Linked DNA regions of Mus musculus: region 2 is linked to region 1. Evidence: chromatin contacts called from public promoter capture Hi-C data. All regions are on one chromosome and are shown on one strand. Each heading gives the region's core, a stretch centred on a gene start, on an enhancer-like site or on the middle of the called end of the contact. The rest is flanking DNA. Distances are from core to core; before and after follow the strand shown.

What was found. Capture Hi-C pulls out chosen DNA fragments and counts their contacts.
Region 2: a promoter capture Hi-C map of pancreatic islet shows a contact between it and region 1. The contact joins the promoter of Slc23a4 here to the promoter of Agbl3 in region 1. A contact is called at or near these places in 5 of 39 promoter capture datasets (the 3T3-L1 cell line, liver, pre-B cells and 1 more), 2 of 15 datasets of contacts at CTCF or cohesin (the NIH/3T3 cell line and embryonic stem cells), 44 of 484 Hi-C or Micro-C datasets (the 3T3-L1 cell line, 3T3-L1-derived adipocytes, the AML12 cell line and 27 more), 2 of 115 datasets of contacts at active chromatin or transcription factors (T-cell acute lymphoblastic leukemia and memory CD8 T cells) and 3 of 9 other capture datasets (adipose tissue, liver and pancreatic islet).

What each region holds. Positions count from the first base shown.
Region 1 is chr6:34,778,534-34,782,229 of GRCm38.p6, reverse strand. Agbl3 (ATP/GTP binding protein-like 3) reads right to left here and starts at 1,798. Exons shown (of 20, transcript NM_001289656.1): 1 at 1,171-1,798; 2 at 12-130. The coding sequence starts at 74.
Region 2 is chr6:34,976,149-34,980,231 of GRCm38.p6, reverse strand. Slc23a4 (solute carrier family 23 member 4) reads left to right here and starts at 2,233. Exons shown (of 8, transcript NM_001025573.2): 1 at 2,233-2,426; 2 at 3,049-3,206.

The DNA of each region.
Region 1 (3,696 bases), core at 549-3,048:
GAAAGACATACCAAGTCATCGTCATCACTGATGCTTCTATCTGAGTAGTCTTCCTCCTCTGAATCTTCTGACATCTCTTCTAGTGTCTTCCTCGGAATGTCTTTAATTATGTGAGTAGGCTGTAAAATGTCTAAGGAGATTTTTAACAGCTTTTCTTTTAAGCAAAGGTGTGCAGGTTCTGTATTAAATGAATACTACAAAACCTGTCCAATTGTATTTAATTAAGAGTGACAGATCTCTGAAAACTAAACTAGTAAGGATACAGGAAATTAATTTCAAATTCAAAGATTTTACAAAACTATCCGTTACTACAAAGCAAGCTTCCTAAACAGATATCCAATACCAGATGTTCAGTCCTACAAAGAATATACACATAAGCAATATTCAATAGGCTTCTGCAAGTTGCATTTATATATTTATTTAAACACACAATGATAATAAATAGCAAAAGAGGATATGTATCTGAGAGGGTTGGAAGGGGGATAAATGATGTAATTATATTTTAATTAAATAAAAAATTTAAGATGATGAGTGGATATGGAATGGGGGTGTGAATTTTAGAAGAGATGAAGGGGGATATATTTATAACCTGTCAGTATGTTTTATGAACAAAAATAAAACTTAAAAAATCTGTTGAAACAAGAGAGACAAATCACGTAAATAATTTAGTTGAAAAACTTCCACAGTATATAGCCAGGCCATTTACATTTTATATTCATAACTAAACACTACACTGCAATAGTAAATGGGGATTGTCTTCACGCATTAAAAAGTACACAAGAAAAGTTATAATTATTCAGACAATAAAATGTAGCAATAGTGTAAAAACTTTCCCCTTTCTCTTGAACTTTCAGTTGACCCGAGCTTCAGTGTGTATAACTTAAGTTTCTCTTTAACCGTGATCATTACTGTATATTTAACTTTTAAAGCCAATGACACCATTTGTATTGGAATAGCTACCAGAAGGTCCGGCTGGAGATGACCACTGTTGCTTCTAGGCAAGCCTGAAATTGGCATTTTACTAAAATGACATTTTCCTCCTGCTACACATGCCAGTGATTGTGCCTTTGGGGATAATACAGTTTTAGGTATACGTTTCCTCTTTTCTTATTTGCAATGAAATCATCCTTGCCAAGCTTTTACACTTTGGAGGACACCAAAAGAATTTACCAATTTCACAACTACTGGTGTTTGGTTCTCTCTAAAAGCGAGCCTTTTGACCACCGCCGACAAACACCTTCTCAGCCCCCGGTTGACGTCTACAGACGAGCGCGTTCGGGGGCGCGGACGGCGCGGAAGGCCTCGCGAAGCTTCATCATAAACGCCAACTGCAGTCGAGAGAGCGGTTTCTAGGTGACATCTCGGGGCGGAGACCGAAGCTTCAGCCCCGGATGACGGCTCGAAATTACGACAACCCGCCGGGACGCCCGGCGGCAGCTCCTTACGTGCGCGGACGAGGCGTGCAGGCGCTAGGCGCCGGAAGCCCGCGGACGCCGGTCCGCGCCCGAAGCGGCGAGCGGGGGGCGTGCGGCCGCGCCAGGCCTTCTCTCGGGGCGGGACCCGCGCGGAGCCTCCTCACTCACGCGGGCCCCGCGCCGTCCCGCGCCGAGGGCCGCATTTCCCCCGCTCCCCGCTGCCTAAGCGGCGCGTCCGCCGCCCGCCTCGTTCCCTGGGCCTCTTCAAGTCCGCCGGTCGTCCCACCCCTGCCGGGAGAATACTTTAGGATGTCCCCCAGGCACCGGGCGACGACAGGGTCAGAGCAAATGCCATCGAAATTCAGCGGTCGCTGAGAGAGCAGGCCGCTTGTTGCCAGGGCAACGGCTGTACTCTCGCGAGACTTTGGGGAGCTTTAGTGATTTCTTCCTAGGGACAGCTGTGAAGGTGGTGAGGTTTTTGGCGGGAGACATTGATGCTAGGGGATGATGGGAACTCCTGGCTTGGCTTATGGTATGGACCGGTTTGAGCATTGCAGGAGGGAGAGTTTAGCACTGGGGAAGATGCGACTGCAGTTTGTTCTGAGTGACTATAACTTGTTTGCTAGGTGCCTGCGCTGAGAAGGCAGTAGAACATACAGTTTAAGGCTTGTGTCTAGAGCCCCCCTTGACTTTTAACAACCTGATGACCACGGGCAAGTTAATTTTCTGAACTGAACCTTATTAATAAAAATGAACTAATTTATTTGAAGTTAAAAGGTTGAGTTCTATTTTGCACAATTATAATTCATTCTTATTCTGGAAGTGAGACTTAAAATACTTGATTTGGAGGAGTCATGGTTATATGTATAAGGGTAAATTCTCAAAAATTTCATCAGCTTAGAAATTCTTTGTTAGCCAACACTTTCACAAAGCAAATCTCCCACCTTGCCTTATTTAAGTCAATAAGACCCCCACAGCAGTCTTAGGATCTGTGTTTGTGTGTGTATATTTAACCCTGATTTGTTGGTCACTTTTCACTTTGGTGGATAATACAGTTGGAACAGTTTTCCAAGTAAAGTTAATAAAAGAAAAACCCATATAGACAAAAAGAATGAGGAGGTGTTCAGTGCCCTCATGGTTCGCATTAAGCGCTTCAGTTTCAGCATGGAAATGGGTTAGCATCTCTAGATTTGTTAACTTTCTGGGAATGTGTTTGTGTCAGACCTTGAGACTTTCTGTTTCTTTGGGCATTGGCCTGAGGAAATGAAGTGTGCCATTGATCACACTTGTTTGAAAACTAGTCTTCATAGTTAGTTGTGCTTGGTTTTATGCCATGTGTATATCACTAACGGAGACAATGCTCAGAGACTCTCTGGTTTGAGGGTATCCTCAAAGCTCCAGTACCGAAATTTACTTGCTCCTGTGGATATGTAAGAACAGAAACATAACCCTACTTCTGTTTATATGTGGGGCCGTTCAGGGGTAAGTAAGATGAATGAGACCATCGGCGTGGAGTTCTCATAATTAAAACTTAGTGGCTCTATAGGACAACAGAGGGCACCCACTCCCAGTTTCTGCTAAGGGGTACCATTTGGTCACTTGGGACTCTCTGCCTGCAAGTCCGTCACCAAATGTGTTCCCTTGGCTTGTACCACTAGAATCACAGTCAAGCTAGACTTTTCTTAAAACATCCCCCGCTGGTGGTATTGTGCTGTTGGACAGTAAATAGGGTAAGCCAGTTTGTTTTATATGGAATCTATTGTTTTTTGTTGTTGTTGTTGTTGTTGTTGTTTTGTTTCTCTTTACTCATGGATAAAGGCTATAGGCTGTCAGGTTCACAAGATGGAGCTCCAAGAAACATCCCAGCCAGATAGGGAAGAGGCAAAGATAGGACTTAAATCATGTATGTATGTATGTATGTATGTATGTATGTATATTCAGCCCAACTATGCACATTAACATATGTCAACAAATATTTATAGAGAATGCTATTAGTGCATAAGAGAATTACTTAGAAATTCTCAAAGCTTTGAAAAGTCACATTCATTCATTACTCACCTGACCTTTACGGGTTAGTTTTACATCAGAGACTATTGACCGTGAAAGGCCATTGCAGAGTTTTTTAATGGGGATTACATCCTAATGGGAGAAGACAATAATAGAACCAGGCAGATGAAAGTTGCTATGGAGGGAAAGAAAGCTTAGCAGTGCTGGGGTCGAGTAGCTTGGCAGCGTAGTTCTTTAATGTGAGGTGGCTAGGGAAGCCCTCTGCCCAGGTAGC
Region 2 (4,083 bases), core at 984-3,483, 200 kb before region 1:
GTCCTTCCATTTATGGAAAGTCATAGCAAACACAACAGCTACCATTCATTGGCACTTGTGTTGTGATAAGCCCTGGACTGTGTGCTTTATACTGCAAAGTGGGTTTTCTCAAACACCTAGATTTATGTAGATAAGAACGTGGAGACAGAAATACTTTGATTTGCCCAAGGTGAATGAGAAATTCAGTCAATACGTCGGAATAAAAATCTATAATTCCGAGTTAATTTCTTGGTTAAACTGTAAGAATGCAAATTGACCTTTGGCTCTGGGTTATGCCTGTGTGCACTGCATCTATTCACGTCAGTCTACCACAGTCATTCAGTTCACCCTGATGGCAAGGACCGTAGTAGAAACTGGCATGAGAAAGCAAAGCAAGGCTCTTACAATTTGCCCCCTCTTCCTCTATGTCCCCTGAGCCACTGATGAGGAGCTGTGATGCAGAGGTATCCGCAGGGTCAGAACTCTCCACAATCTCTTGATCTCTGTTTGCGGTGAAGAGGCTCCTTTGGTGAGGAGTGGTAGCTACACTCTTCTATAGGTATAAAGATGAGATTTCCAACACAGTAAGGAATTATGCTGGTCTGGCAAAATGATGGTAGTTGGTTTCTTTTCTAATATCCATGATCTCACTAGCCCTGGGAAGTTGGCTCAGCTTGTAGCAGATGTAATTCCCCCTCCTGCTGAAGTCCAATTAGACAGCTGTTGGTTGCCACTGATATATGTGTCTGCTGGAACCACAGAGGCCAGATGGTAGGAAAGAGGCTTTCAGGTCAGATTCAGCTCAAGTCATTAGTCCTGCTCAAGTCATTAGTCCTGTATCCTAAGCACGTGGTGTCTTCAGCCACAGTGACCACCCTCCGTTCCTGAGAGGAAATCTACCTACTTTTTGACCTTAAGGTGGGTTTCCATCTCTTCCCTAGCAAATGCGTCTCTCTGCTAAGGCTTTGGGTCAACCCCTCCCTTTCTACAGCCCAAGACTTAAAAGTCTTTAGCACAGTCAGGATCAGGGTAGCCCTGGTCTTTTCTCTGTCCCTGTAATCCTCAGCAGGCTAACACCGCTGCCCCCTAGCCTAGGCCTCGCATGTCTGAAAGGGTGTCCCACCATGCAGCTGAGGTCAGGAAGTGTAGTTATCTTCCCCTGGATTGCTCACACGTGCTCTTTCCTTGTCTTGGCAGGGGGGCGATGGTGTGCTCAGCCTTCACACTGAAGGACAAGGCAAGAAACAGGATGGGGTGCAGAAGGATCCCAACAGTAACAGTAACCTGGCCTATGGCATCCTGGATAGCCCACCATGGTATCTCTGCATCTTCTTGGGGATCCAGGTAAGTCCTCCCAGTCAGTACTAGGTCCAAGCTAGTTCTGTATCAAAGAACTAAAGACCAAATTAGTCGGGTCCAACCTCAGCTGCTGCCGTAGCTTCCATATCAACCCCAGATCGCTCCCTTAACATGAGAGGATAGATGTGAAGATTAGAAAAAGATGCTCAACCATTCTGAGGTGACTCACTTGGGTGCAGGTAACTGATGTGGTTAAAGGTCTGCTTCACTTGGGTAAAGCCCTTGGAAGGCAGAGAGGTACCAGCACTTCCTCAGAGCGGCTCTGTCGGCAGTCTCTCTCTTTCTGTTTTAGCTTTCACCAACTGCTACCTAGTCTCTAGGATGAAGTTTATTTAATAACCAGGTGGAGTTCACCACTGTTGCTGAACAGTATTTAAGATGAAAAGGAAAACACGAGTGGGTTCTAGGCCTGGAGAGTGCTGTGGCTTCTATTGGCCTAGCTGCTGACATGACAATCAAGTGTCTATGTGGAGCTTTCAAGGACTGGTTGGGGAATATCTTACAAGTTCTCTATGTTTGCCTAATGTGTGAGGCTCTGATTTCACTCCAAAATCTCACTAAAAAAGGGCTGTAAAGGATTAAACTCACGTCATTGTCTAAGAGCTCATGGAAGAAAGGAAAGATCATCAGAACGTGCCTTGAAATATTCATGCCTTCTTTTTCTGAAAACTCTCTTATGGCCTTCCTTACAGGGGTTGGGGGGCTGGGGAGGGAGCTATTTTTGTCTGTCAGGGAATTTTAAAGTCTTTCCTGCTTCCAGTATACACCCTTCCCCCCCAATTTGCCAATTTGTCAAAGAGCAGTGCTGGTCACATTGTTCGGATTATTCCAGAGCATTCTTGAGGAGATTAATCTCGAGGGCGGGCAAACCATTGGTTGATCCCTTTGAGACATGGCTCAGTGAGACAACAGGAGTGGGAGCTGCCCATTAAGGAAGACCTGGAGATTTATTTCTGACACGTTACTCTCCCGTTGTCTCCACCTGTATGGTTAGATGTGGAGCTGTGCCCTGAGGAGGAGGAGGAAGAGGGGTACAAGGGATAGATACATAGAAACGGTCATCCTGGTATTGTCATCTAAGGCACTTGGTATGACTCCAAACAGATCTAGCTGCAGCCCATGAGAACAATTCCCTAGGCCTAATCAGACTGAGGCCAAGTTATGTGAAATAGTAGCTCATTCTTGGACCATATTGCTAGCTACCTGTCTCCTGTTTGTCTGTCTATACCCTACATCCATCTGGTCTTTCACTTTGGTACCTGAGGCTGTGTGCTATGACTTCTGGCATGCTCTGAACTCTGAGTCTGATGTGTCCTGCCAACTAGGACTCATTGAGCCTTTTGCTAACAGCTTCAAGTTCACAGTGGGGTCTTCCTTGCTTGAGCCCACCCTTGCTGTGATCTTATTCTTTGGTCCCGTTTTATCCCACTGAGCCTCTGTCTTGGACTTAGTTTCCTTCCCAGGGCATCCTTTCCCAATGCAGTGATCTTGTGCTCAGAGCCCAGCCCCTCTGCCTGGTTCTCACCTGCTTAGGGCAGAACTTCCTCGTACTTATTGCATACCTGCATCTTTGCCTGGCCCTCGCTGACAGCCCCTAGGACCAGCTGCAGGGTTCTCACTTCTGGTCATTGGTGGATGCGCTCTTGCCTTGGGGAATAAAGATGCAGCTGACAGCATCCCATGCCCACCTCCTTCTGTTCTGCTCTCCAGCACTTCCTCACAGCCCTGGGGGGCCTCGTGGCTGTGCCACTCATCCTGGCCAAGGACCTGTGCCTGCAGCATGACCCTCTGACCCAAAGCTACCTCATCAGCACCATTTTCTTCGTCTCAGGCATCTGCACCCTCTTGCAAGTGTTTTTAGGGGTCAGGTAGGTAAAATTGCTCTCTGTGGATTTTGAGTTCTTGCTGTGGTATCAGCGAGGTCTGATTGAATGTTGCTGGGCAACGTGAAGCTGGTTGGAGGGAGGGGTAAGTGATAAACCAGGATGCTTGGCTGAAGGTAAGAGAATTACATCTCAGCTTAGGGGAAAATGTGTTCTTTATTAGCTTATACAATTAAGCTAAGAGAAAGGCAGAAGACACAATGAACCAGGGCTCATCAAATCCCCCCCTTCTATGTGTGTGTGTGCTTATGTGCATGCATGTTCATCTGAATCTGCATGTATGTCTGGTGCGTGTGCATGTATGTCTAAATGCGTGAAGGCCCAAGCACAACTTCAGGTGTGGTTCCTCGGTAGTCACTTACTTTATCTTTTGCGACAGGGTTTCTCAGTGGCCTGGATCCCTCCAAGTAGGCTGGGCTGGCTGAGGATCCACCTGTCTACCTCCCAGTGCTGGGATTACAAGTGTGCCCCGCCGTATCCAGACCTTTTATGGAGGTGGGGTATGTGTGTGTTGAATTTAGGCTTTAATGCTTGAGTAAGAACACAATATGGATTGAACCCTCTCCTTAGCTCCCATATCTCCTTCTGCTCAGGCCTGCCCCTAATATTTGTGAGGCTCTTGATAAGAATAAACCAGGGATTGCCGGGCAGTGGTGGAACACGCCTTTAATCCCAGCATTTGGGAGGCAGAGGCAGGTGGATTTCTGAGTTCGGGGCCTGGCCCGCCTAGTCTACAGAGTGAGTTCCAGGACAGCCAGGGCTACATAGAGAAACCCTGTCTCGAAAAAACAAACAAACAAGCAAACAACAACCACAACCACAAAAAGAATAAAGCAGTGAATATTCAGACTCCATGCTTCAT